6 separate regions of the Mus musculus genome follow, and all the other regions are linked to region 6. A link is a contact called in public Hi-C, HiChIP or PLAC-seq and promoter capture Hi-C data. All regions are on one chromosome and are shown on one strand. Each heading gives the region's core, a stretch centred on a gene start, on an enhancer-like site or on the middle of the called end of the contact. The rest is flanking DNA. Distances are from core to core; before and after follow the strand shown.

Region 1 (4,489 bases), core at 312-2,811, 780 kb after region 6:
GCGTTCTTTGCTGTGCATGTTAGATCCACCATCTCTACTTTTTCTTATATCTGTCTTTATTTTTCAGACTCAGTATATTAAATATTGCCCTTTAGGTCACAAGGGTAGCATGCGGTAGTCCATTACCTTAGTTGTTTCATTTATATCATCTAATAAGAGAACAATTGAAGTGAAAGCAGTTAGCACCTACACACTAGAAATGATGGGGCTTTTATCCCCACTTCAGCCCTGTTTTAGTAAGATGCCACAAGGTGGCAGTATTTGCCATGGTCAGTCTGGTCTTCACAGAAGCCGAGACCTCACTCCCACATATGAACCATATTCTTTGATTTAAAAGCTTGGGAGAGCTGTTAAATTTATTCAATATTTTGGCAAGAACCTAACTTAACCTTGAATGTAAAGTTTCCAAACTCGTTTTCTATATTTGGGTTTTCTTCAAAACTTACATATATTTTCTGCATTAAGAATATAGTGAAATATGCCTGGCATGGTGGCGCATGCCTTTAATCCCAGTACTCGGGAGGCAGAGGCAGGCGGATTTCTGAGTTCAAGGCCAGCCTGGTCTACAGAGTGAGTTTCAGGATAGCCAGGGCTACACAGAGAAACCCTGTCTGGAAAAATAATAAAAAGATGCACATAAACCAGATGCTGGTGGCGCACGCCTTTAATCCCAGCACTTTGAAGGCAGAGGCAAGCAGATGTCTTGAGTTCGAGGTCAGCTTGGTCTGCAGAGCAAATTCTAGAACAGCCAGGGCTACACAGAGAAACATCGTCTCAAACAACACATAAAAAATGTAATCTTTTTCCTGAACCATGTTTTTGAACATTTATAGAAAGTACAAAAAAGAAAAAGAATTTACCAAGCCCAACAGTGTCTTTTCCAAGAGAATTAAAAATAGTTACATTTGTGTCTTTCCTACCCCCAGAAACTCATTTTTAAATTAGGACCAAGACAGTCTTAATTTGTCTATAGTCTTATATAGATACTAGACTTATTCCTTTAGACCTGCTAAATTACAGAAAAAAAAAAAACCCTCCCCAGTTTAACCATGTAGTTTCAAATAGACACCTTAAAACATATACTTCTTGAAGTAACCTCTAAAATTTTAATTTATGCCTTTTCTGTTTTCTTTTCTTATTAGAAAAAGCAACAACAGGACACCTGTGTACACACAGCCAGCCTCCAAATGGGGAAGTTCGGAACACAAAGATACTTTATTTTCTGTTTGGGGAAGATAGCCAAGCCAGCCTTTCTTAGGATGATAAAGAGTGCATTTCTCAGCTAAAATGATCAGGTCAATTACCTGGTGGCAGGGTGGGGCGGGGCGGGACGGGGGATTTGTTTACACTAGCAGAAAAAGCCAAAATGTCCAGCCGCAGATAGCATTATCATTTGAAGGATGGCATGCCTTGCATTGTTTTATCTTCGGACACTCCTAAATCTGTTGCTAATACTAACATTGGTTTGGCCTTTAAGATTTCTATTCACAGACAGTGGGACTGTGAGGGGAAGCAATCAGGGTGGCAGACAGTCGTGTCGGGCAGGAAACTGCTGGAAAAGCCACTGCAGGGAAGAAGGACCTCCACCATTACACACAGGGTGAGGCCCTAGGATCCACAGAGTTGCCTGGAGGCTGCACGGTTCACAGCTTTAAGGAGCAATCACCATGCTGGGTGGGCAGGCTTTCAGTGATACCTTTAAGTCATTTCTGCTCCTGTTTGTAGTCCCTCCCCCACAGTACCATAAACTCTAAATTGTATTTTTTGTGGGTTCAAAATCTGGGGTGAGCAGATCTTCTAAGTCCCAGTGTCACACAGCACCAGTGCAGAGAAGAACAAGGAGTAGCTTTTAACATGACCCTCTTTCCTTAGATAGCATCTCATACTAGCCCAGGCTAGCCTAAGTCACTGCAATCCTCTTGACTCAGCCTCCATGTTCTCCAGTCAGTTTATGTAAAATCATATCTGCTAAAAGACAACTTTATTGGATTAAAAAAAATTACAAATGATACAGCAATTATGATCAAAAACAGTTTTTGGAAGGCTATAATTTAAATAATACAACAACAACAAAAAATCTAACTGTACCCTGGGTTTTACCAAGTCTGCATGTCAATGCCATGCTCACAGTGCAGACTTACAGGCGACCTCAACCAGGGAACAGAATCGTTCCAACGTGATGTGATCGAGGTCTCCTTTCCTGCATCCTAGAACACCAAATGCTTCCGAAGTTAGAGCTTCTGGTTTCCAGTGTTGAAACAGCGAGATACTTCCAGCAAAGTTCTAATTCTTCCCGGTGGAGCCGAAGCCTCCTGAGCCTCTCTCGGTGTCATCCAGGGTCTGAAAGACATTATTAGGAGGAAGGGAAAGGAGCGGCAGTCAGAGCCTCTGCACACTGCACGGACCCATTCTGAGGAAAGCCAATCAAGTCTCAAACTAAACACCTAACCTTGCTTGAAGACTACCAGTCACTAGCCCCACAGCTCATCAGCTGAGCCGCCCCTCCTCCACTGGACACACACACCAGGCATTCTCCGCTCAGTTTCCAGTACTCACCTGCACTTCCTCTAAGTCTGGATAAGAAATCCGCTCACAGATGAGCTGCGCAATCCGATCACCTTTTTTCACTTCAAAGAAAAAGCAGAACACAGATTACCATCGCTGTGTACTGACCCATTTTCTGTAACCTGCCTTGTTCAGTGAGAACTAGAGTTAGTTTTTTACTGACACAGGTAGCTCAAAATGTTTCCATGAACATATTGACTTAACTCACCTTCAAACTTCTCTTTCCCAAAGTTAAACAGCACGACCCCAACGTTTCCTCTGTAATCCTCGTCTATGACACCAGCTGGAGGAGACAGCAATGTTAGCTTCGTTCATCAGGGGTCTGCAGTGACCTCAAAACCACTTTGCCAAAGACTTCCTGAGATTACAACTGACAAAGTCACCCTTAGGCCCTACAGAGTCTGAACACAAGTTTTACTAAAATGCAAGAATTTGAAAAACGTGTCCCGATTTTCCAATCTGAATGCTTATCAAGTGGTGAGCATTTCCTACTGCAGGCTGAGCATAGGACGCACCACCTCCAACCCCCCCAGATGACTACCACCGGAAAGACTAGGACCTCACGTCTGCTCTGCCAACAGCTCCACTGATGCTCTGACTGAATCATAAAGAAACAAGACTCCAAAGCTTGGTGACCTACAGCGGGAGGCCAGTGCTATATGCTCAGCAGAGAACCACTGTTTATATATATTCCTCATTTCATTTCCAACCCTATCCCTTTTAAACCACAATCGCTCAGCAAACTTCAGCTGGTAAACTTAATGAGTTCACTTGAAATTTCTGTTGCAACATCACATGTGTGGAGGTCAGAAGACAACCATTGAGTCAGGGCTCTCCTTCCACCTCGTGGGTCTGACCAAACTCAAGTCATTAGGCTCAGCAGCAGGCACCTTTATCCAGAGAGCCATCTTGCTGGCCCAAGATTATTTTTAAGTGTCCAATTGGTACCTGTTTGATATTATAAAGTAAAATAGATCTTTATAGGAGACCTTGCCACGGCCCAGGAGCTACATGCCCCAGACTTGCCCTGGGCTGTCCTGGAGTCGGGAACTTGATGTGTTTACAGAAGCCCAGATAATGTGGCTAACAGCCCTCTGGTTCTGTTTTTAACATGGAGACCTGATTCACGTGTCAAAGGCAGTTCACTCTGTCTAGACTGAGGATCTATTTTTTTCTAGTAGAACAGCAACAAACCTTTCACCAATCCAAATATTATATAAGGTTTCCTTTCTACCAGTTTATTAGTTTAGTCCTTAATACTTAGGAAAAGAACCGACGTGAAGATTGGGCCAGCTGTTTCCAGACTCTTCGGAGGGAGGCTGACTGCAGGGTGATGTAGCTTGCACTTAACAAGGAAACTCCTTCGTACAGAGCAGGTTGTTCCATGTTAGAATGAATGACCACAGAAGGCTGGAAATTTTCCACCATGGAAGCCCTCTGAGGTTCCAACATTTTATTCTTAGGCCTATCTATTACAAGTGAATCTGTGAAAGATAACCTGGACTGACTTCCAAATTCTTCTGGTTACTCAAACAGTATCACCACCCACAAGGTAAACAGCAATCTTATAGTAACGAAGTTTATAATTACTTTAACTCTTCCGCCCCAAAGTGCAGAGGAATTTAAACCCAGTGACATGGCTGCTCTGGCAAGGGATCACATCCAAAGACCTTTTCTGTCTCTATGATCCAGTCAGAATACAGACATGCCCTTGGTACACACCTTTAATCCCTAACAGTGAAGGTAAGGTTAGTTTGTAGAAGGAAGCAGCCATGTTTGAAAGTGACATCTAGTGACAAGTCAGAGAAAGATCTGACAGAATGAGTCAGAGTAGGATACACTCAACTCACACAAGAAAGGCAGAGGAAAGAGAGGCTACTTAAGGGATTAGGGGGTGGAAGCTGGGCAATGGTGGTGCACGCCT
Region 2 (4,131 bases), core at 1,599-4,098, 530 kb after region 6:
CTCCCCTCTGTTCAACAGAAGACAAAACTACATAGACCCTGTGGTTATGACCATGTAAGATGTGACATAGGGACAAGGACTCATGAGAAATGGAGAAAGCGTTAGAATGGCGGGATTATAGGGAAAGACTTAAAAGTTAAGTAGTCAAAATGTTTGATAAAGAAAAGTTCTGGAAAACGATGGCAATATAGTCTCATCTTTGGTGAGGTGGTTAGAAGAGGGTGCTTTACTTTGGTCAAATTGGCTAATGAATAGCTAAGTAATAAAAGGTAGAACACATGGATACATCATTCAATGGCTATCAGTCAACTTACACTTATGTTCATCTCCACAGCCAAGATTCACTTCACTCATTCTTAAGAAAGCAGTGGGGCAACTGAGGCACACCAAGGCTCTGTCAGTGGCTGCAAATGTGTGGGTGTCTTTCTTCAGTACAGAGAATAATAATGGAGTGGGTGAAAAATGGGGTGAGATTTTGAAGCTGTCATCATATCACTCCCCAGGAAGGAACTCCATTGGCTCTTTCAGTTATATCTATGGTTCTCTTTTGTAGGAAAAGCTGTTCCATGTGGAAGTCCAGGGGAGGAGAAACTGAAAGCGAAAGGCAGGCTGGAGGACTGCCGCAGCCCTTGCCAGCTCTCCACTTGCTGGGGAGAACTTGGTGATCATACTATGAGATAAATGGAACCCTTACTGGGGTTTGCTCTGTGCTACCTGGACAAAGCCTTCCGAGGGCCCTGCGTTCAGTCGCTCTGTTCCATTATGTTGCCAAGGAGCAGCCTCCAGGAGACAGGGGACAGGATCACATTGCCTCTTGCATACCACTTGAATACAGAGAAATCAGGCAGTTTCTAGATTGCACAGTGGGTTCAGAACAGCCTGATACACAGAGGTCAGACCAAAGTCCTCCCTAACCCCCAGAAACCTTGCTTCTGCCGACCATGGGACTATGGTTCCTCGGTTTGGACCCCTTTCCCACCTTTAGTAATATCCCTACCACCCCTTTGGATTTGTGGGGATCTTTGAAAAATAGCCATGTCAATGTCCACCACAGACTTTAAAAAACTGGGTCCTTGCCTATTTCTTTTTAAGTTCCTAGAACTTACTGTGTATCTATAGTTAAGAACTTTTGCTCTTTCTAAGTCGCCATGGTGCCTTAAAAGGGTTCAATGATACTTTATCAGGGAAGCCTCCTCTATTGGCCCTAGCCTATGTCTAGTCATGGTCACATACATCATCTAAGCAGTGCCCCGTGTTTGTTGGCATGTAACATATGAGCTACTATTTGTTTCAAGCTTGCCTTCCCTGTCGATCACCTGCTGTGCAAAGGGACTGAAACTCCTGGCTTACTTGCAAGTGATTCTGATTCATCCGTGGGCCAGGTGGCACAAGTGTTCAATAGCTACTTCTTCAATGAATGGTTCTTTATTTGACGACATTTGGAGTATATGTGCTCACTTGTGCGCATGCGTATGCCGAGTACGTTGGTCAGAGGACACATTCAGGAGTCTTTCCTTCCTTCTGCCAGGTAGTTCCTGGTGCTAGAACGCACGTTACCAGGCTTGGTGCTTTATTTGCTCAGAGCCATCTCCTGGCCCTCGAATGAATACCTCTTTTCTCACCTGAAGATGTAGGACGGAATCTCCAGTTCATGGATCTGTTAAGAGGATTTTTTTTTGAAAGTAAGACCTCAATTAAACTAGATAATATATTTAAATAATTATGAATTTAAATCAGTGTTTAAGTCTTCCTATTCAGGTATCGAAGCAGTGCAGTGAGTCCATTATCATGAGGCGTGGTCCATTTTGAAAAGAAGATGGAGTTGATAACATGCCTCGATCTCTATAATCTCATATCCGGGCACAAGATGTTGAAAACAAGAAAAATCCGGGTCAACAAGATGCGTGCATTCTTAGGGTAACTGTGTGGAAAGTGACAGTTGGTGACTGGAGTCCCTGGTCCCTGCGGTCGAGCCCGATGTGGATTTCAGACACCCCCACCCCACCCCAATCCCATGCATGTGTGTGTATGTGCTCTCTGTATAGTGTGTACACATGTGAAAATAGGGTTATTTTAGGAAACCCCATTCCTAACTGAGAGTTGGGCGGGAGGATTGTCTGAAACCCAAATCACAGGCCCCCACATCACAGACTGAGACTTTCGCAGCCTCTTCATTTAGCCTAGGTGAGTAGCTTGACCTGAGCCTCGGGAGAATTGCTCCTCCAGCGGGCTCCTGACACTGGCATGCCCCTTTCGCCGCCGCTAACCTGTTGGCTGGCTCAGTGGTGGTGGCCTCACCACAAGCCCTGCCTGAGCCTCGGAGCCTACAATTTCTCCTCCCAGCCAGACAGCAGAAGACTGGGCTGAGAAGCGAGGGCCACTGCCACAGAGCCCCTTTCCAGCCAGGGCCTCCTGGGCCTCGTTGGCCAAGGTGTCCAGCATGCGTTCTCCGCGCAGGTGGCCCAGCTCTCCGTGCTTCTGATCGCGGGAATCTCGGGTCTGGACCTCTCAGCCGCAGGCAGATCGGTCTAAACCGCTACTCCACCTCTTCCCATTCCCTCTCTTCCCCACCCTGGGACGGAATATCCCAGGCCAGGCAGGACTGGATCACCTCCGCCTCCTCCCAGGGCACTGATCCTGCGAATGAGGGAGGCCCGGGTCCGGGCGGTGGCTGGCAGAGGGGAGTGGAAAGGGAGGATAGATGGGGCCGGGGGTGGGGTGGTGATGGGGGGAGGTGGGGAGGGTGTCATTTTCTTTTTCTTTCTTTCTTTTTTTTAAAAAAGTATTTCTCTCGCGAGAAACCGCTGCGCGGACGATACTTGAAGAGGTGGGAAAGGAGGGGGCCGCAGAGTTGGGGCAGAGACTGTGGGTGCCACAGGCGGCCACAGCTGGGACAGCTGCGGAGCAGAGCAGCCACCGCCGCCTGAGAGTCCGAGCCGCTAGTCCAGTGGGTCTCATGGGGTCCCGCCAGGGTCGGGCGGCAGGCGGGTGGCTGGAGGGCCGTTTGCGCGGCATCCAGGGCAGGAGGCCGGGCAGGGTGAGGGGATGTCTCGAGCATCTGCAGCTGGCCCTCTCTGCCTGACAGCTGCAAGATCCGGGACTGCAGTGCCCTGCTCCACGTCGGATGCAGGGGACTGGCGGGGTTGGCCATGACCCGGTATGTGGGCGGAGAGGACCCTTTTTGGAGAGCTGGGGCGTCAGCCGTCACCGCGCGCAATCAGTGCCATTAAGACCGTGTAGGCAGTCCGCTCGCGGGACGCCTGGGCTCCCTAGGGACACGGTACTTGGCGCCGCGAGGCCACAGGGTCCGCGGATGCCAGTCGCCGGGTTCTGGCTCTGCAGCTAGTTGGGATCGAGTGGTCCTCGTTCCTCCGAGTAACTGCGCCACGCGCAGGCGGCGCGCGGTCTGGGCTCGGCACCGGGGACTGCGAGCTTTCAGCATCCCGGAGCCCTGAGTGTCTCACCTCCCCGCCTTGGGGACTTGTCTGTGTTGCAGGACAGGCAGGGACTACCCGAAGTGGGAGCAGTCCCTGGAGAAGAAAGCTGTAGGACCCAGGCCGGGGACCTCTCTGCATCAGGACAGCCGGACAGTGAGACAGCGGGACCCCGGAGACTCGGGCCGCTGGAAGGCGCGGCGGCGGCGGCGGCGGCGGCGGCGGAGCGAGTGGCGGCCGGCGGCACCATGCGGCGAGGAGGGCTGCTGGAGGTCGCGCTGGCGTTCGCCCTGCTCCTCGAGTCCTACACGAGCCATGGGGCGGACGCCAATTTGGAGGCTGGGAGCCTGAAGGAGACCAGAGCCAATCGGGCCAAGAGAAGAGGCGGCGGAGGACACGATGCGCTGAAAGGGTAAGGGAAGCTCCCAGCTGCTTCGGTGTGCCTCCCCTCGCCCTTCTTGGGACTTTAAGATCCACAGCAACTGACAGGGCAGGTTCTGGCCCGTAGAGGACCCTGGGTGAGATCCCCGGGAGACAGCCTGGAAGTGCCAAAGTTACTCGGTCATCAACTCTTGTTCAGATAACTCGCCTTGTTCCTGGCCCAGAGGAGAAGTCCTGGCTGGAGGGAATCCTGGGCCATTGTTGAAGCAGATTTGGGGAGGCGAGAATGGTTCCTTGTGGAAGAAGGGGAGGAGCT
Region 3 (4,210 bases), core at 1,190-3,689, 720 kb after region 6:
TTGGTTTTTTATTGTTTTTTCTTTCTCCACTTAAGATATGGACGAATGCAAAGAACCTGATGTCTGTAGACATGGGCAGTGCATTAACACAGACGGCTCCTATCGATGCGAGTGTCCTTTTGGTTATATTCTGGAAGGGAATGAGTGTGTGGGTGAGTAGTGATTCAGTCCCTTCCTTTGAAATTGTTTTATGCAAAAATTGAGCGATTTGGCTTTTACTGAACCAAGGTACGAGTCATGTTCTGTTCCTCCACTGAGGGCTTCTTCATTTAGACTCCTAGCCAGTCCCCACCCTGTGCTGGGTAGGGAGCTACTACAGTGAACCAAGCAAGGATAGTCCTTCCTTGCATGGCCCTTGTAGTCTAACTTGGAAGGCAGTATCTCTTAGGACAAGAGATACTTGTCCTAAGAGATACTGAAAAGGACAACAGAACAGAAGAGTGTCCTAAGAGATACTGAAAAGGACAACAGAACAGAAGTCTTAGTGAAAATTAAAATATACTGTTAGTGCCCATAGTTTATACTTTCAGTATGTAAAAACACCAAGTTTCCTATGCATCTTGTATATTTGGTAATATGGAAGGCCAACCACCTTATTCAGTGTCTTATTTTAGCCTTTCCATTAAAATGTCTAAGGATGGCTTCTATGTGGACCACTTACTCTTAATTCTTTTCACTATATGCTAGAATTAAATATGTCCAAGAACTCTAACAAAGTATTCCTGTGACAGTGTGATCAACACTGAATGTCCATGTGTGCAGATTAAAAAGTACTGTCTTCATATAAAGAGAGGGGGTCTGAGGACTGTAGCACGAGCTAAGGGTGGGATATAAGTATATTCAACCTCTCCCACCTTGGGGGTACTACTATGCAAGTGAAATGGTTTGTGTCTAATTACCCTGGCAGCTCTAAACTGCAATGATACCATTGTTTTTATTAAATCAGAGAAGACGCAGTATTCTGGACTAAATGTGAGATTTAGTAACCTAACAGGAACAAATTTTATCGATGTTAGTGTTTTGGAATCTTCAGTTTGCGGCTGTGTATGTGCAAAAGGATTCTCCTCTCCTAGAAAGAGTGACCGTTGAGGAGAGCCTGCTGTGTTCCTCGGCTTCAGATATCTAAAATAGCAACGTTATCTCTAAAATTAGAGTTCTTTCTTTCCCAAGGGAAAATATTCTCCCTAAGGCCGAGGCCGGAAACAAGAACAGTGGACGATCCAGATGGATGGGTTAGGAGGCATCTATACTTTTTAGGGATTTTTTTTTTTGGTAAAATATTTTCTCTCTCCACAGTTGTTTAGAAAGACCATGACCTAAACATGTTTTCTCTCTCTCTCTCTCTCTCTCTCTCTCTCTCTCTCTCTCTCTCTCTCTTTTTTCCCTAGTCTTTTCTTTTTCTGCCTAATGTAAACCACCTGGTTTTAACAGAATCAACAAAATCTACTTGAATGTTGGGTTTTTTTATCCAGTATATTCTATTTAATCTTAGGTAATTTTCTATTTTATATCTGGCAAAACTCCATCATATGTAAGCCTTTTTGTGTAGTGATGTGAAGTGGGACCAACTGGAGACTTTGTCTTTGAGCCAGCAGAAACCCCTGGCTGCATATAGGAGCCTTATTTTAGCTATTAGGACATCTACTCCCAGGACAGTCTGCAGAAAGCCACTTGGGCGGTGTAAGGGCTAGACATCCATCTCTCTCACTGTCTCTGCCTTTGAGCAAGTGCAAACTCCAGCTAGAAACCAGTGGTCAGCAGGTTTCCCTCCTTGCAAGAACAGGATAACTGAGCAAGACAACACAGATCCAAGAACTCAGACAGAATGAAAAGTGATATCAGAGCCTTAGCTCCATTTTATCTGCACTCATTTTATCTCCACTTTGGATCACTGGCAGATACCGATGAATGCTCTGTGGGCAATCCTTGTGGAAATGGGACCTGCAAGAATGTGATTGGAGGTTTTGAATGTACCTGTGAGGAGGGGTTCGAGCCTGGCCCAATGATGACTTGTGAAGGTAAGTAAGGGTCTCGGATACAGAAGAGACAGTTGCCTATACTGACCATGGGAGCAGCTGTTTGATTGTAGTTCTTAAGATCAAATACCTTTCAGGGCATGGAGAGTTAAGAACATCTGAGCATGGCAGGCTGTTGCATCATTCTTCTCTGTGACCTCATATGGTCAGGAAATATAAAGAAAACAATAGAGGTGACTTGTGGCAGAAGTTATATTGTATATAACGGAATGCTCACTAGTGTGTCTTTCTGCTTACATCTCAATACAACTCCTCATTTACTACCTCCTGTCTTATTACTCTCTATTTCCTTTGTTGTTTTTGTTTCCAAGGCTCTTCTCCCCTCCCCCACCTCTTTTGTATTCTCCTGCTCTCCTCTTAGAAACATCTGCTCACAGAGCTAGATAACCACTGACATCCTGTGGTCATCTGGAGGCAATCCCAAAGGAGAGGTTGCCTAACCCATAGAGGCATCTGAAAAGTATTTGTCAGTGTGACTGCCTGGAAGGAAGTATGGAAAAGAAAGAAAAACTAGGGAGTGCCAAAGAGTGGTTGGTCCCTCGACTATTTGCCTCATATTCCCCTGGGATGCAAGCTTTCTGGCCTCATCTTCGACCACTAAATCACAAACTCTAAAAGCAGAGCCCAGCAGCTGTCCAGATGATCCACAAGCTCTTCATGATAGGGTTCCCTGGTGTAGGAAAAGAATGGGGGAGGGGAAGGGAAAGTGGTATTAAAGGGATCCCTTCATCAGAGATATGGACTGTTGGTACCTTCAGAGTGTTGTGAGCCTTTTAAGGCTGTGGTTCAAAGCTGGCCTGGATGCTCAGTCCTGTCCTTCATACACATTGTTGTTCTTGGGGGACAGCATGATCATCGAAGAGGTTTGGTTTCACCCTCTCGCTTTTGAAAACATGTCCTGACATTTCTAAACCATGCACTCTAGAAAAGTCATTTTTCCCAGTAGAGGGCATCTGTGTAAACTGAGTTTCTCTAAGTATAAAATGACCAGAACACTCTGTTTGAGCCCAGAATCCCTGTTGTCTCATAGGAACCTCTTTGTTTGGGGAAGGAGAGGTTACTAAGAGTATTAGAGAGCTTGGCTTCTTTTTGACCACAACTTCTTTAGTTAAAGGAAGCAAAGATGATCTATAGTTCATGTACAAAGGAAACGGCAACTGGTCAACCTGAGTCTTCCAACTATGCAAAGTGGACCTGTTGTTCCTCATTCACGTAAATCCATAATTACACCAGGACAGCAAGCTTGAGAGATGTACTGGGAGATCCGGAGCATACATCCACCATATTTATACCAGCTATAAAATAATCAACTCATTTTTATAATTTTCTGGATCCCTCCCATGCCTATGATAAGGAAGGCTTTTGACTTTTAGTAAAAGCACATTTCTCTCTTTTTGACATTCTTGGTGCTGTTGGCTCATTCTTTTACGTTCTCTTACTACAGATATAAATGAATGTGCCCAGAATCCTCTGCTCTGCGCCTTCCGCTGTGTAAATACCTACGGGTCCTATGAATGCAAATGCCCTGTTGGATACGTTCTCCGAGAAGACAGGAGGATGTGTAAAGGTGAGGGCCCATTTTAGTCCATTTAGTCCTCAGAATTATAAATGCTTCAACAAGCAAGTATGAATCATAAAGCAAAGAAGTCCAGGAAGGGCTCCCATAGCATCTTTGTTTCTGATAAGGTCATCGGTTTATTGGAAAGCAGTTTTCTCACCAAGTCCAAAGGCGGTTAGAAGATTCCCTTCCACGTTTAATATATCAATTCCCCATACATACAAAAGGAAATAAGCTCAACGCTAAGATGACGGAGATGATAGTTTAAAGGACAAGCCTGCAGTGGAGCTTGTTTTAAAGTTGTGATTACACATCTTTCCAGATGAGGATGAGTGTGCAGAGGGAAAACACGACTGTACTGAGAAGCAAATGGAGTGTAAGAACCTCATTGGTACCTACATGTGCATCTGCGGCCCTGGGTACCAGCGCAGACCCGATGGAGAGGGCTGCATAGGTAAGACTGTCTCTGGTACAGACCGCTCAGCATTGAAATAGCCGAGGGCAGAAGTGACCTGAGCTCTGAGTCAGGTTGGTGACGTGCTCCTTCCTCTTAATCAAATGTCACAACTCACTGTGGAGAGGCCTTACTGTTCTCTCCTCTGGGCTGGCCTGTCCC
Region 4 (4,194 bases), core at 961-3,460, 760 kb after region 6:
TCATGGTTTATTCTTCTCATATAAAACCCTGCGGTTTCCTTTTTCGTGCTCAGCAGAGAGCAGCCTCCTCAGTTTCCCTCCGAGTACTTTGACTGAGACAAATATCATTACAGTAGAGAGTGACTAGTCCACATCTTTGATGGAGGTCTTGCTTTGTAGTAGCTATTTAGGATGAAGCCCCTTCTTCTCGCTCAGCTTAATTCCTTAGTCACAACCCCAGTGGTGGATCAAGGACAGGAGAAGAGGGAAGTGGGAATCACAGAAATGGCCCTTAAGTCTCTTCTAGAATCTTGGAAGTGGCTTTTTAGAGTGCTGCGTTGAAAGAGATCTAGGACTACAAGTCTAACCAAGAAAATGTTAAATGGCTTAATGGGAAGAGGGGAAATCCTTTGTCTGTCCTGTCAAAATCTCCGCCTTTGATGGAGTATGTGCACGTGTGATTAACTCCACTTGTGGATCAGGACTTCCATGATTCCCTGTTTCATTTGTATGTCATAGGCTTGGGGCAGATAAGTGATACTACAGATATGCTAGGCTTTCACCTTTCCTCACAGGTCATCTCCAAGTGCCTCCATTTTTGTTTTGTCAAATGCTCTGATAGGTTTTGGATCATTTTTGACATTACCTGCCTATGTTACTGCCCAAACACATGTTTGTTTGTTTGTTTTTTCTGTCATTAGGCACCATTTCTCTAGGATCTTGATGGCAGCATCTTTCTGACCTCATTGAAGCCTCTGTGAATTCTATGGCTACTGTCATAGGAATGACACAGAGCAATGCTGAAACTTGCCTGTTCCTCCACAGCCTGCACATGGGCTGCTCAAACCTGCCGTGCTGGTTACTTAGAAAGTCACAATTTTCCAAGTGTGGCCAAGTATGTGAGCTTCTCACCCATCCTCGCCATTCAGAACATTACTAGAGGAGGTGTCTACCTTTACGAGAAGGGGAGGGGGGAGGAGGGAAGGATTGAGTGAGGGGGTAATCAGAAGGGGCAGTGGGCAGGATATAAAGTGAATTAGTAAAAAAAATTAATTTTTAAAAGTTAGAAAAAAGTTTCTGATAGTACTTAGATCACTGATAAACTGTAGTCATGGCACTAAGGGATGCTGAAAACATGTTTTTCTTCAGTGTTGTATCTTTGTGTGTGTCTCTAGAGCCAACTAGGTTTTTAGTGGTGATTGCAATTCAATAAAAATTCACTGTTACAACTTAAGCATATCACTAAAAGTATTTCAAAGTACACATAATAGTTTAATACTTTTATATAGCTAGCTTATTTTCATGTATATGTATATACCTTGTGAAGATATATATAATCTTCAGCAAGCCAAAAACAAATCAAGGCTATAGACATTCATAAGTCCCTCACACAGATGGATAGAGGAAGGAGTGGCGAGGACCCTAATTCGTTTGACCAGAGGCTCCCAGGATGTTGGGGAGAACTAACAAGGACAAATTGAGCAATGGAGTGGGGAGCCAGTGACACTCTAGGCCACCCTCATCCTCTGTTCTGAGGGAGCTCCAGGAAGCTTGAGTTCAGGGGCAGGTCATTGAAGAGAAGTTGCAATTCTTGAATGAAGAGCTGCTGAGGCGATGCACATGGCTTTTGGTTCCCTCTGCCATCCTGTCTGATAATGGCTTCTAAGCCATGGTAAGAGGAGCCTTTCGAGTTTGTAACGATTCCTCAGGGTTAGTAGGAGAACCTTGTGGACATTGTCTGCCATGCCACATTCATCTGTTTTAGATATCAGGCATCTGCATGGGATTTAATTTGAAGAAGAAAGCGTTCTGTTACTTGGGGGGAAATCTTTGGAAGTCATTCTACAAGACTGTTTAACCTCTGGCAGTGCTTAGCTCTTCGGGACATCTGGATAACTTTTAGCCAAAGGATTTGCCACTAGCAAGGTAAACAGAGACATAGGATCTAGAAGCCAGGGTGATGATCATTCTTAAGACATGGGATTAGAAGTCATGGGGATTTGGTCATCAGGTCACAGGAGGTGGCCCACCCAGGCTGTGACAGAGGAAAGCTGAAGCAACCAGGCCTTCAGCATGGGATGTGTGCTGTGCAAATGGGAAATGAGAATGAATGCGGAGGGAAGGATTCAATAAACTCCATCCACTCCACTGGTAAGCTTGTCTCACTTCAGGTCAGGATCTGGGACTGGATAATGACTTAGGAAAGAGTGAACACAGGTTAAAACCTAGTACAGCCATGATGGCATTTACCTATGAGCTACCATCCTTATCTTTACCATCATGAACTCATCTTCAAAAATCAATGAGAATTTCTTTTGTTCTGCAAAGGGACAATCAGAAGAACTGCTGTTGGAAATATGGTGTTTCATAGCAGGAAAACAAGATCAGCAGAATAAATGCTCTGCTTCCTGGACCTTCACAGAAACACCAACCCACAATGTTAGCACAGCGAGGAGGAGAAAATGGCTGCCTGCTTAATCCTGGATAAACTTGGCCTGGGGCTGAAAGCTGAGATGCAGGGCTAGGCTGCCCTGGCTTCTTCACAGTAATCCCCAGTACTCCAAACACTCTGTCTGGGTCATCTCTCCTGGTACTTACACCTCCCTGTGGCAGTGATGAACTCGCTGCTGCACCAGGCATTGTGGGGAGCTGGAAACCTGATAGCATCGCATTATGCAGTTATGTGGGAACTCTGGTTTCTGGAACAGAGCGAGGTTCCCAAGCTCTGCTCTTGTACGGTTTGGGTGTGTCTTTCACAAAACACTCTTTATGGGAAAAACAGACTACAATGCTAGCTAGCATTGGTGGGCCCTATTTCTCAATAGTGACATGAAACTGATCCGCTTTTTTCAGACAGTTAAAAAAAATGACAAAATTTGCTGATAACAATAAACAACTCCTTTCTCCATCTGATGTTTGTCTCCTGGCTGGTTTGAAAACTCTCCTCTTGGGTAACTTAAATTATTAATTTGAAAGTAGCACAATAACTCTCTACTCCTAATGGTTCAGATGTCAGAAGTTTACTTCTTAAGAAAATCATTGCAGTTACAAAGAAAGTAATGATAATATTTAGGATTTATTGAAAATGAGCATAGCAAGTGATAAGATTTTGTGCTTTTGATAAGAACCAAATTCTGGGCTCAGCAGTTGGGAGCAGTTGTTGCTCTTCCAGAGGACCCAACACCTGTGTAGCGCCAGTACCAGGGGATCTGTATCCCTTCTGTTCTCCAAGGGCTCCAGGCACACAGATACAAGCAAAACACTCATACATACACATTAAATAAATAAATAAATAAATAAATAAATAAATAAATAAATAAAAAGAACTAAATTCTCAGGGCTGAGAGTTAAGAGTGTGAACTTACCCAAGTTTGGTTCCCAGTACCCACACCGAATGGGCCACAACCACCTGCAACTCCAGTACCAGGGAATGGAACATCTCTGGACCTCTCAGGCAACTGGACTTATATGGGCATACCCACAAGAGTCGCAAATACACAAACATAATTAAAATAAAATAAATCTTTAAAAAAAGAAAAGAAAATGTCTCCAGTGGACAGTGGGTCACATGTCCTCAGAGAAAGCATTGAGGAATGCGGTGAGCACACAGAGAGGTAGGAATATGGAGACTGCAGAGCTGTGTGTCTTCATTATCCATTTGAAAACACAATGTCACTTTGAGCCTTGAAAGCTGTTCTTCCAGATCCTCAAAGTGAGGACCTGGGTGTTTAGGAGTGCCTCCTGAGAGAGCCCTAAATACTACTCCTAACGTTGTGCTAGAGAAGCTGGAGAACATGAGTTTCCTCCTGAGCAAGACTGAGCAGGAGGCTGAAGAGGAGGAGGAAAGAGTCAGGTTGGGATGTAGAGTGAATGAACTGCTGGAAGAATGAGGTAGAACTCAGAACAGCTTATCATGTTACTACTCAAACCCCACGTGCATGTATGAGAATTCTGGAATGGTCTGGAACACGCATGTCAAGCCTAAGAACAGACAATTTCAGACAATGGTGCGTGTGTCAACTGTTGGGTTTGCCCCAGGATGCATAAGTGCCAGGCATCTTCCTCGCCAATACCTCCTGGAAGCCCCAGAACCAGCATGATTGCACCTATGTGTGGCTATGTGTTGGTGACACGTTAGAAGCCAATTACTCAGCAAACTTCATGGACAGGTAAGCTGCCTTGCTTTCAGGAAGTGCCATTTAGACATGTGGCCAG
Region 5 (4,196 bases), core at 515-3,014, 970 kb before region 6:
TGCCACAGGTGAGAATACACAGAGCTCTTGCAAAGGACAGAATTTGGTTCCTCACACCCACTCTGGTGGCTCACAATTGCCTAAAAGTCTAGCTCCAAGGGATCACACACACTCTCCTGGACTCTGAGAGCATCTGCACTCATGTACACATGCCATAAACACACACACACACACAACTTTGAAACAAATCTAAAAACAAAACAAAACTTAGAAGTAATACATCTGGCAGTAATACCACATCTGGCTGTCTGTGCAGTTTCAAACTAAGCCAAAAAAACTATATTCTCTAAATTTTTCAGAGCGGTGGCAGAGGCAGATGGCTCAATGTGTAAAAAGCACAAAGCCGGGTGTGGTGAGGTGGACCTGTGATCCCTGCACTCCTATGGTGAGACAGAACACTCGAAGCTCCCTAGCCAGCCTGCCTGAATATACAACACAGAAACAAGCGTCAAGAGAGATCTCACCTACTAGGTGGAAGGTAAGGACTAAGACCCAAAGCTGTTCTCGGAAGCCTATACATGTGCCGTGGGTCCGTGCATCCTCACATACCAGCACATACACATTCTCTCAGTACATACATGTACACACAAAATACTTACTTGCCCTCTCATACAAATTAGCAACAGAAAAGCACGAAGAGATGTTAAGTACACGAATAATGATTAAGGGATGTTCAGCAAGCCCTGCCACACACCAGCTTCCAGTGAGAACACAAGCCCGTTTTAAACCTTTAAAGGCATCTTGTTTCTCTTCTCCATGCTGCAGGCATTTACACTGCACTGTAGTTACTTATTTATGTTAAGTCTAAAATGGACAGAAAATAGACAGAAAAGTGTTTTGCTATTTTCATTACTTAACATATAGTTGTGCTTGATAAATACTTGCTGAAGAAAGTATGACACAATATTATGTTTTTAAGACAAACACTCCTTGAGGCTTTGAGTCAGTACCATACAAAGTACGTGGGAACTTAATAACTTCTATAGTAACTACTAGTTTTCAAAGCGCGTCTTTGCCCAACCCGTTGGTCTAGACTAAACCTCAAGCTCTGCAAAGATTAACAGCCCTGTCAGGGGTGGGAATGAGGGTTGTCTGTCCGAGTACGTGATGCTTCCAAATAGAAAAATTAAAACTCAAGAGGGAGCCGGGCAGTGGTGGCACAAGCCTTTAATCCCAGCACTTGGAAGGCAGAGGCAGGCGGATTTCTGAGTTCGAGGCCAGCCTGGTCTACAGAGTGAGTTCCAGGACAGCCCGGGCTACACAGAGAAATCCTGTCTCGAAAAATCAAAACAAAACAAAAATCTCAACAGGGAGGAGAAACTTGGTAGGAGCCTATAGCTCAGGCTTTAGGTCATACTGGCTTTTTTCACTCGATTGACAGCTCATGTAATCCTCAAAGCACCCCATGAGAAAACACACGGAGGGTCTTCGGGCCTCCAAATCAGAAAGCCGGCCTCCTGAGGTCGGTCGGTACAGGCAACTTGAGGCGGACGCCCGGCTGCGTCCATCCAGCGGACCGATGTCTCCGGCCCCGCCGCCCCACCCCATCCCGCCCAGCCAACCCCGCCGCATACGTGCTTGGATGAGAGTGCAGTGACGCCACGGATGAGGCCGCCCAGCCTGGAGAAGAAGGGTGCTCTGGAGGCCGCAGGTCCTCCCAGCTGGTTCTGCAGGAAGAGCCCCGGCAGTGCGGTCAGCGTCCTCTCCACCATGTCGCTCATCGCTGCCTCCCTACGAGGCTACTTCGCGCTGACTCTCCCGGCCTCCGTAGTCACTTCCGGCGTTTTGAATAAGAAATCTTTATTCGCGCCGGAGCAGGACGAGCAGGATGAAGTTCCGGGAAACACCGCCTGGGGGCGCACGAGTCTAGGAGGAGAGAGGAGTTCTCTGGAGACATGAAGTTCATGATCATTCTATTAGCGGTGAAATGTGTGTGCATGATCTTGTATTTTCTCGAACTTCCCAAGGTTAATGAATTCGTGCCATTCCCCTGTCCCAGCCTCCAAGTGCTGGGATTACAAACCTGACCTACCATCTTTATAGTGTTCTTAACACCTGTAGGAGCTCTTATCTCTGAAACTTTGTCTGTGATAAGTGAAATTTTTTTCTTAAATCTTGAAGTTGTTCTTGTACCTACACCTCAACAAAAGAAAAAGTTTGCCTGACAGAATAGTTATGCAAAGATAAAGTTTAGGGCTGGTGAGATGGCTCAGTGGGTAAGAGCACTGTCTGCTCTTCCAAAGGTCCTGAGTTCAAATTCCAGCAACCACACGGTGGCTCACAACCATCCATAATGAGATCTGACGCCCTCTTCTGTTGCGTGTCTGAAGACAGCAACAGGGTACTTATTTATAATAATAAATAAATCTTTTTTTAAAAAAGTTTAATTTATTGAAAAATCTCAATATTTAAATTATTTAAAACAGATTTTCTTTAGAATTTAATATTTTATGCCTACGTAAAGTTTTGTTTACTGTGTGTGTGTGTATGTGTGTGTGTGTTTTTTTAACTTTAGGCCCTTTCACTAGTTTAAATTAGAAAACTTACTTTCCAGCCATGTAGTGGTTGTTGCCTGAAATCCCAGCCCTTGAGACTGGAAGGAGGAGCAAGAAAATTCAAGGGCATCACCGGCTCCATATCAAGTTCAAAACAAACCTGAGTTATATGAAACCCTGTCTTAACTTTCCCCATCCCCCAATTTTTTTCTTCCACCTAAAAAATATGCTGGGGAAAGCTGATACATTTCTGACTCGGGTGAAAGGAACGCGGCTACACTGCCAAAAAGTAAAGTGAAACTTTCCTTCCCCTGGCCTGGGTGATGTTCACTATCCCCCTTAGTCCGTCTTATCCAATAGAGCTTTTTCAAATTGTGCTGTGGTGCCAGTAAAACAGGGTCATTGTTTGGACCAAAGTTTAAAGGAAGAAAAATTACACATTTGAAACAGAGACATGGTAGGCTATATAAAAAGCAAAACTCTGTTGTTCCTGCTTTTCAAGCAGCACTAAAACTTCTTTTTTTTATTTATTTTTTTTTCTATTTTTTATTAGGTATTTAGCTCATTTACATTTCCAATGCTATACCAAAAGTCCCCCATATCCACCCACCCCCGCACTAAAACTTCTTACACAGCTTTCATTAGCATACTGAATTGGCTAGAAAATTATGCAACAGCTTAAAAGGCTCAAAAATGCCAAACCTGTAGGTCGTGGCCATAGAACAGCTTTAGAAACCACAAGGAGGTGGTCAGTGACCTGAGAGGGAGCCAATAGGCAAGGTGATTCCTTGGTACTGCGGAAGCGGGGTCTAGACAGCTTAAAAGAATTCAATTTAGAGCTGTATGAGGTGGCATACACTTTAATCCCAGCACTCAAAAGGCAGAAGCAGGTGGATCTCTGAGTTCTAAGCCAGCCAGGGCTATACAGAGAAACGCTGTCTCCAAACGTCAAAAGCCAAAAATAAATAAATAAATAATTCGGCCTAGGACTTCAGCCAGGCATAGTGGCACAAACAGGCCTTTAATCACAGTGCTGGGAGGCAGAAGCAGGTGGATCTCTGTGAGTTCGAGGGCATCTAGGTCTACATAGTCAGTTAAGAGCCGCCCAAGGCTGTCTGGAGATTTTGTCCCAAAACAAAACAAAAACCACTACAAAAAGTTCCATTGTTATACACAAGTGGGCGCCAGCGGAACGGCCATTGGCCCTAACTCAGACTTCCCAGCTCTTGGCTCTATAACTCATGTACATTGAATTTCAGGTCCAGGTTCTTTAACAACAAAGAAAAAAAAACCAAAACAACAACAACAAAACAGAAATCTCAAAGTCCCTTTTGTTTTACTTTTCTTTCTTGAGAGGAGGAAATTTACTTGGAGGAATATCAGCTTGCTCTGAAATCTGAAAGTGTATTGGGGAGAGCCAAATTGGGCTCTCCAGGGGAGAGGCAGCGGCTGCAGCCAAAAGAAATGGCTTTTAGGCATTAGATGGCTCAGAGTTAGGAGCAGGTGCAGCTGTGGCAGAGGACCGGGGTTCAATTCTCAGCAAAGGCAACTCACACCACCTGTAACTTCAGTTTTAGGGGATTCAACAACCTCTTCTGTCTCTGAAGACATCTGCACACCTGGGGTGAACATGCATACACATAGGCACACACATAAAAACATAAAAATAAAATAAATAAATCGTGTACAGAGAAGAAAGGG
Region 6 (4,269 bases), core at 1,454-3,953:
ACCAGTTGAAGATTGGGAACACTAAAGTGCCCCAAAGTCATTAACAGACAGGGACGGGACACATGCTGTCACTGCCCCCATGATTCTGTTATCTACAATAAGGCTCGATGATTTTCAAATCAAATGAAAAGGCCACATAGAAGGGACGGTCAGCAAATCCTCCTCCAGTGGCCACTGCTGAGCTGGGTCCCATGGAATCAGTCCTCCAGAAGGCATGTTTCCTTGCTCAGTTTGTATGAGTTATGGCTGAAATGAAGGTCCCTCATTTTCATTTTGGAAAGAGTCACCAAACTCTTATTTTTTGGTCAGTGAGTTTAGAGCCAAAAAGATATTTCAGGAATAGATAGGAACTACTTGGGGTGGCCCTGTCACAGACACCCAGCTACACTATTGTCTCCATGTATCCTTCTCAAACTATACTGCCACACGTACTATCAAACATACAGTGTCAACGCCACCCATGTGTTATTAGTGCTAAGAAATCTATTTCCACGTGTGGGTTTTAAATACCTAAGGTAAATGTTGAGTGTGTGTTTTATGCCATTGCATTTAATACTACTGAGATTAGTTACTAACTGTAACCATCAAATGAAAACCCAAGCCCTGGCATTTTAAGGTAAAAAAACAACTGGGTCTAAGGAAAGTGGGGTGCTCCAGGTGAAGGTCCCCGACCCAACCTGCCTTCCAACTCAGCTCTGCTTCCTCAAGGTTATGTTCCTCTTAAATTAGCAAGAGACTTAACATGACAGACTCTTGATAAAGAAACTGCTAAAAAAGGTCTGTTACCTGTGGGTGGGGAGTTAAGGAATCTAAAACAAACTCATTAGACTTTTAAAGATGTTCCAGGGCATCACCGACTCCCTTCTGTTTTAGAAGCACACAGTTTTTGGTGCTCAGGAAGTAGATTCTTAACCGGTTAGTACCATGGCAGAGTCCTTTCAAAAGCAACACCACTAATAAAGACAGATACATCCTCTGCTCCTTAAACTCCTGGCTGGTAGTTTGGTGAACACCTACTGAGAGCTCTATGCACACCGCTGCTGAGCTTTGCTAGGGAAACAATCACACATGAGCATGCGTGCTCACTGACATGGTTTCTTACTAACCAGTAGTTTGGATTTAAGCCACAGAGTATTTTCCAACTATATCAGTTCCAACCATAAGGTGAGGACACTTGCCCTATTACCAGAGATATTTTAGGGAGTTAGTGCAGAAATCCCAAGGTAGAAAAATTAGGACTTGATATATGACACTGATTTTTTTTTTTTGCCCCCATAGGAAAGGAGAACACAGCACTGGAAAGTGAACCTTAGACAAACCTTAAAGAGCTAAGCAGGGCTGTGATAAAGGCATCACTTACTGTAGCTGTTCTTCATCTCCTGGGTCCCTTTCACTTTGCCTCGTTTGTCAATCCTCAGGTACCACTGGGTGCGACAGAACAGTCTTCTCACCCTTATATCCCCTCCTTCCATGTAGTCATAACTTCTGGTGTGTCGCTCGGGGCTGGAACAGTTCACACTCGTAGCCGTTTGCTCCGGACTCATGTCATTGCAAGCTAGAGATATAGTGCCCACTAGACAGACGAGGTGGAAGCATGATCTGTAGAGCAGAGTTGGCAGGATCCGTGTCAGTATCCATTTGCGCATTATAGTGTAGTGCCCCGGGTGTTCATGAATAACATAATGAGAATTGAATCTTGCGTTGATTGCTACTCCTAGGTCATGGGCCTCCTCCTATTTGTGAACTGGAGATTGATGAGAGAAAAAGTCGTCGCTCTTTCCAAACTGTTAACCTTATCTTTTAGCTTCTGATACCAATAACACGATTCCTCCTTCAGGAACACAGCTGATAGGTATATCCTTATAGAAACAGGTCGTGACAAGGCCAGTTGCTGCAGTGCGGTTGCTCCTTGACTTCTGCTCGAAGAGAGAGATTAGGAATGGGGAGGGGGAGAGGAGAGGGAGATAAAAAAAATTGTATGTATAAATTTCAGTAGTTAGATAGTCTAACATGTCAGTGTAGTTAAATGTTGAAAGCACGTTTAAAACAGCTCCCACAGAGGACGTGAGCATCTCTGCCACTCTGCACATAGATTCAGAAGCGCTATGCGTTAGTGAGGAGACACCACAAGAAAACCACACCATTCATTCCAGTTGCTATCTTGTCAGGAAACACTGTGTACTCACAGCTATTGAGTTAAATCAAGTTTTACAGCCTCTATCGACAAAGTTGAAGTTGAATTCCCTGGAATTCATTAGTCTATGCTTTTACATTTGTGCTTTATAATTATTTTCCCTTAAACTACCCAGATTTTTCAAGTTAAGTGTCAGGATTGCCCTGGAGAACCTCAAGAGTCTCCTTCCATCCGTCCGTACTACAGCACAATTTCTGTAGATATTTTCACAGCTCAAAAGTCTTTCCCCCCTGACCCCACCCCAGGACAATAACCACAGAAAGAGAAAATCTTTCAGAAAAGAGCATTGTTTTAAAGACAAATAACAGTAACTTACTTGTTCTGTTTGGAACAGCTGGGTACACAAGAGTTCCGTGTCTGCTGTCTGCCTCGTGCAACTTGAGCCTCTCTACTGTAGCTACAAACTATTTCTCAGCTGAGAAATCCCCCAGCAGAATCATAATTGTTTCCATAAATCAACAGGCAAAAGGATTTTCTCCGTGTGTGAGCGCGTGCGCTTGTGTGAGTGCGTGGAGCCTTTTATTCAGAGATTTTCAATAAATACCTTTGCTGACCTCATTGGAAGCAATTAAAACTTAACCAGTGAGCTGTTCGTTGTCTAAAACAGCAGAATTAGGAGGCTTGTACACTGTTGAGTGGTCGTAAGGGGGAGCTGTGGACACGGCTTCGGCTTAAATCCACAAGTGGGCATTCACGCTGTGGAAACAGACCTCTGATTCCCAAGCCGTTACAAAGAGAAAGGAAAATGTTAGACCTTTTAAACACAGAAGCTGTACAGTCTGTGAAAAACATATGTCCCTACAACATATATAAGGGCTTCTTAAATGTTAGATGATCTTTACAATACATTGGCACGGAGGAGGTTGGTAAGTGAGGGTATGTTTTTAGTCCTTCAAATTCAGAGCACTAGAGCAACCCAAGGCTCAGGGCCTGAAAGCAGGTATCCCTAGGCAAGGACACATCTTTTCACAGATCTTGCACAATTGGGTGTGAGTCTTTAGGCTGAGAAGACCTAGTTTCTTACCGGACTGGGATTCTAACAAACAGTGTGGCCTTGGCTCCATCCCTTACTTCCCCATGGCTCAGCTGCTGCTTCAGGTATCAAATCAATGGCCACGTCTAATCAGGCTAGGGTGTGCTGCCGTTTTAACATCCTGTCTTGTGATTTATTTCAAAGGATGACACACAGAAGCAAAGGACACATAATTTGCAAAACTATCATTCTTTTAGAAAAATGGTTTCACCTTAGTATTTGACTTGTGCCTTCCTGAGAGCAATAGCATAAAAAATAACTGATAATTCCAGGAATAATAAGGCCAATAGCTAATGGATACAAGAGAGTCCTTTTGCTTTCCAGCCTGAGCTTGTGCCTATCCTGTACTGAGCAAGACTGTGACTGTCTGTATCTTACACTTAGTATGGAGCCATCGTATCACCACCCTAAATGAATATTTAAGAATACATACATTAAAATTCTCTTTTCCTTGTACCTGCAAAACACACACACACACACAGAGAGAGAGAGAGAGAGACACACACACAACTTCGCACTTAACATACACTACCACCAGGTGGTGCAGGTAGACCAAATAGAGACAGAGACCCAAAATTGAATCATTTGGATGTGATTGTTCTTCCCTTTCCCATTGTGCTTACAGAGGGCAGAGTCAACAGCACCCCATATTTCAAACATACACAGTTGTCTTCGATTCATGAAATATTAAAGCACTAGGCTTTCAAAGCAGAGGAGGGTGTGCTGTTCTATAACTGTATCTATTTAAAGCCAGAGAGTTCAGAACATCCCATGATTTTTCTCCCAGGGAGGAATAGGAAAGGACAGAAGGTATGATGATGTTCTTAGTGATATCCCACCATCCGGGGGCGGGGACATTAGTAATGAGCAGATTCAGAATTCTTACGAGTTGACGTTCCATAGAGAAATGGAGGTTATGCAGTCAGTTCTCAGTGCACACTACAGAATGCCCAGTCTCTTTACAATGTGCAGGGGAGGGAGTGTTCGCAATGTTGGAGCCAAGGTATAAAATGACTCTCTGAGGAATGTCACTGAGCAGGTT

What was found. Promoter capture Hi-C pulls out the DNA fragments that hold promoters and counts their contacts. A called contact is a pair of places that touch in the nucleus more often than the background predicts. HiChIP or PLAC-seq counts read pairs in DNA pulled down with a chosen protein or histone mark.
Region 1: a contact with region 6 is called in an H3K27ac HiChIP or PLAC-seq map of extraembryonic endoderm stem cells, with 4 times the contacts expected there. The contact joins the enhancer-like site here to the promoter of Fgf7 in region 6. A contact is called at or near these places in 4 of 39 promoter capture datasets (the 3T3-L1 cell line, hippocampal neurons, pre-B cells and 1 more), 3 of 484 Hi-C or Micro-C datasets (the N1E-115 cell line, cortical neurons and nephron progenitors), 2 of 115 datasets of contacts at active chromatin or transcription factors (the NIH/3T3 cell line and extraembryonic endoderm stem cells) and 1 of 9 other capture datasets (embryonic stem cells).
Region 2: a promoter capture Hi-C map of cranial neural crest shows a contact between it and region 6. The contact joins the promoter of Fbn1 here to the promoter of Fgf7 in region 6.
Region 3: a contact with region 6 is called in a Hi-C map of the N1E-115 cell line, with 10 times the contacts expected there. The contact joins the enhancer-like site here to the promoter of Fgf7 in region 6. A contact is called at or near these places in 4 of 39 promoter capture datasets (the 3T3-L1 cell line, embryonic stem cells and stem cell-derived epiblast-like cells) and 1 of 484 Hi-C or Micro-C datasets (the N1E-115 cell line).
Region 4: a contact with region 6 is called in a promoter capture Hi-C map of cranial neural crest. The contact joins the enhancer-like site here to the promoter of Fgf7 in region 6. A contact is called at or near these places in 5 of 39 promoter capture datasets (cranial neural crest, hippocampal neurons, maxillary cranial neural crest and 2 more), 3 of 484 Hi-C or Micro-C datasets (the N1E-115 cell line, cortical neurons and nephron progenitors) and 1 of 115 datasets of contacts at active chromatin or transcription factors (the NIH/3T3 cell line).
Region 5: a contact with region 6 is called in a Hi-C map of the N1E-115 cell line, with 5 times the contacts expected there. The contact joins the promoter of Ap4e1 here to the promoter of Fgf7 in region 6. A contact is called at or near these places in 1 of 39 promoter capture datasets (embryonic stem cells) and 1 of 484 Hi-C or Micro-C datasets (the N1E-115 cell line).

What each region holds. Positions count from the first base shown.
Region 1 is chr2:125,255,208-125,259,696 of GRCm38.p6, reverse strand. Dut (deoxyuridine triphosphatase) reads right to left here. Exons shown (of 6, transcript NM_023595.6): 4 at 2,774-2,848; 5 at 2,557-2,627; 6 at 648-2,340. The coding sequence ends at 2,284. Among named protein-coding and RNA genes, the nearest start is that of Dut, 9.9 kb to the right of the region's middle. Within about 2 kb of position 1,561, at least 13 of the 459 cell types and tissues checked have an H3K27ac peak or open chromatin away from gene starts, as enhancers often do. A contact at or near this core is called in embryonic stem cells and extraembryonic endoderm stem cells, where this site is marked.
Region 2 is chr2:125,505,155-125,509,285 of GRCm38.p6, reverse strand. It overlaps Fbn1 (fibrillin 1), which reads left to right and starts at 2,848. Exons shown (of 66, transcript NM_007993.2): 1 at 2,848-2,947; 2 at 3,497-3,846. The coding sequence starts at 3,683.
Region 3 is chr2:125,316,805-125,321,014 of GRCm38.p6, reverse strand. Fbn1 (fibrillin 1) reads left to right here. Exons shown (of 66, transcript NM_007993.2): 53 at 36-152; 54 at 1,899-2,018; 55 at 3,481-3,603; 56 at 3,917-4,048. Among named protein-coding and RNA genes, the nearest start is that of Dut, 71 kb to the right of the region's middle. Within about 2 kb of position 2,439, at least 21 of the 459 cell types and tissues checked have an H3K27ac peak or open chromatin away from gene starts, as enhancers often do. A contact at or near this core is called in the N1E-115 cell line, where this site is marked.
Region 4 is chr2:125,274,212-125,278,405 of GRCm38.p6, reverse strand. No RefSeq gene overlaps it. Among named protein-coding and RNA genes, the nearest start is that of Dut, 29 kb to the right of the region's middle. Within about 2 kb of position 2,210, at least 22 of the 459 cell types and tissues checked have an H3K27ac peak or open chromatin away from gene starts, as enhancers often do.
Region 5 is chr2:127,006,279-127,010,474 of GRCm38.p6, reverse strand. Ap4e1 (adaptor-related protein complex AP-4, epsilon 1) reads right to left here and starts at 1,764. Exons shown (of 21, transcript NM_175550.3): 1 at 1,575-1,764. The coding sequence starts at 1,721.
Region 6 is chr2:126,033,092-126,037,360 of GRCm38.p6, reverse strand. Fgf7 (fibroblast growth factor 7) reads right to left here and starts at 2,703. Exons shown (of 4, transcript NM_008008.4): 1 at 2,511-2,703; 2 at 1,361-1,916. The coding sequence starts at 1,646. The region is part of intron 11 of Fam227b (family with sequence similarity 227, member B); the gene reads left to right.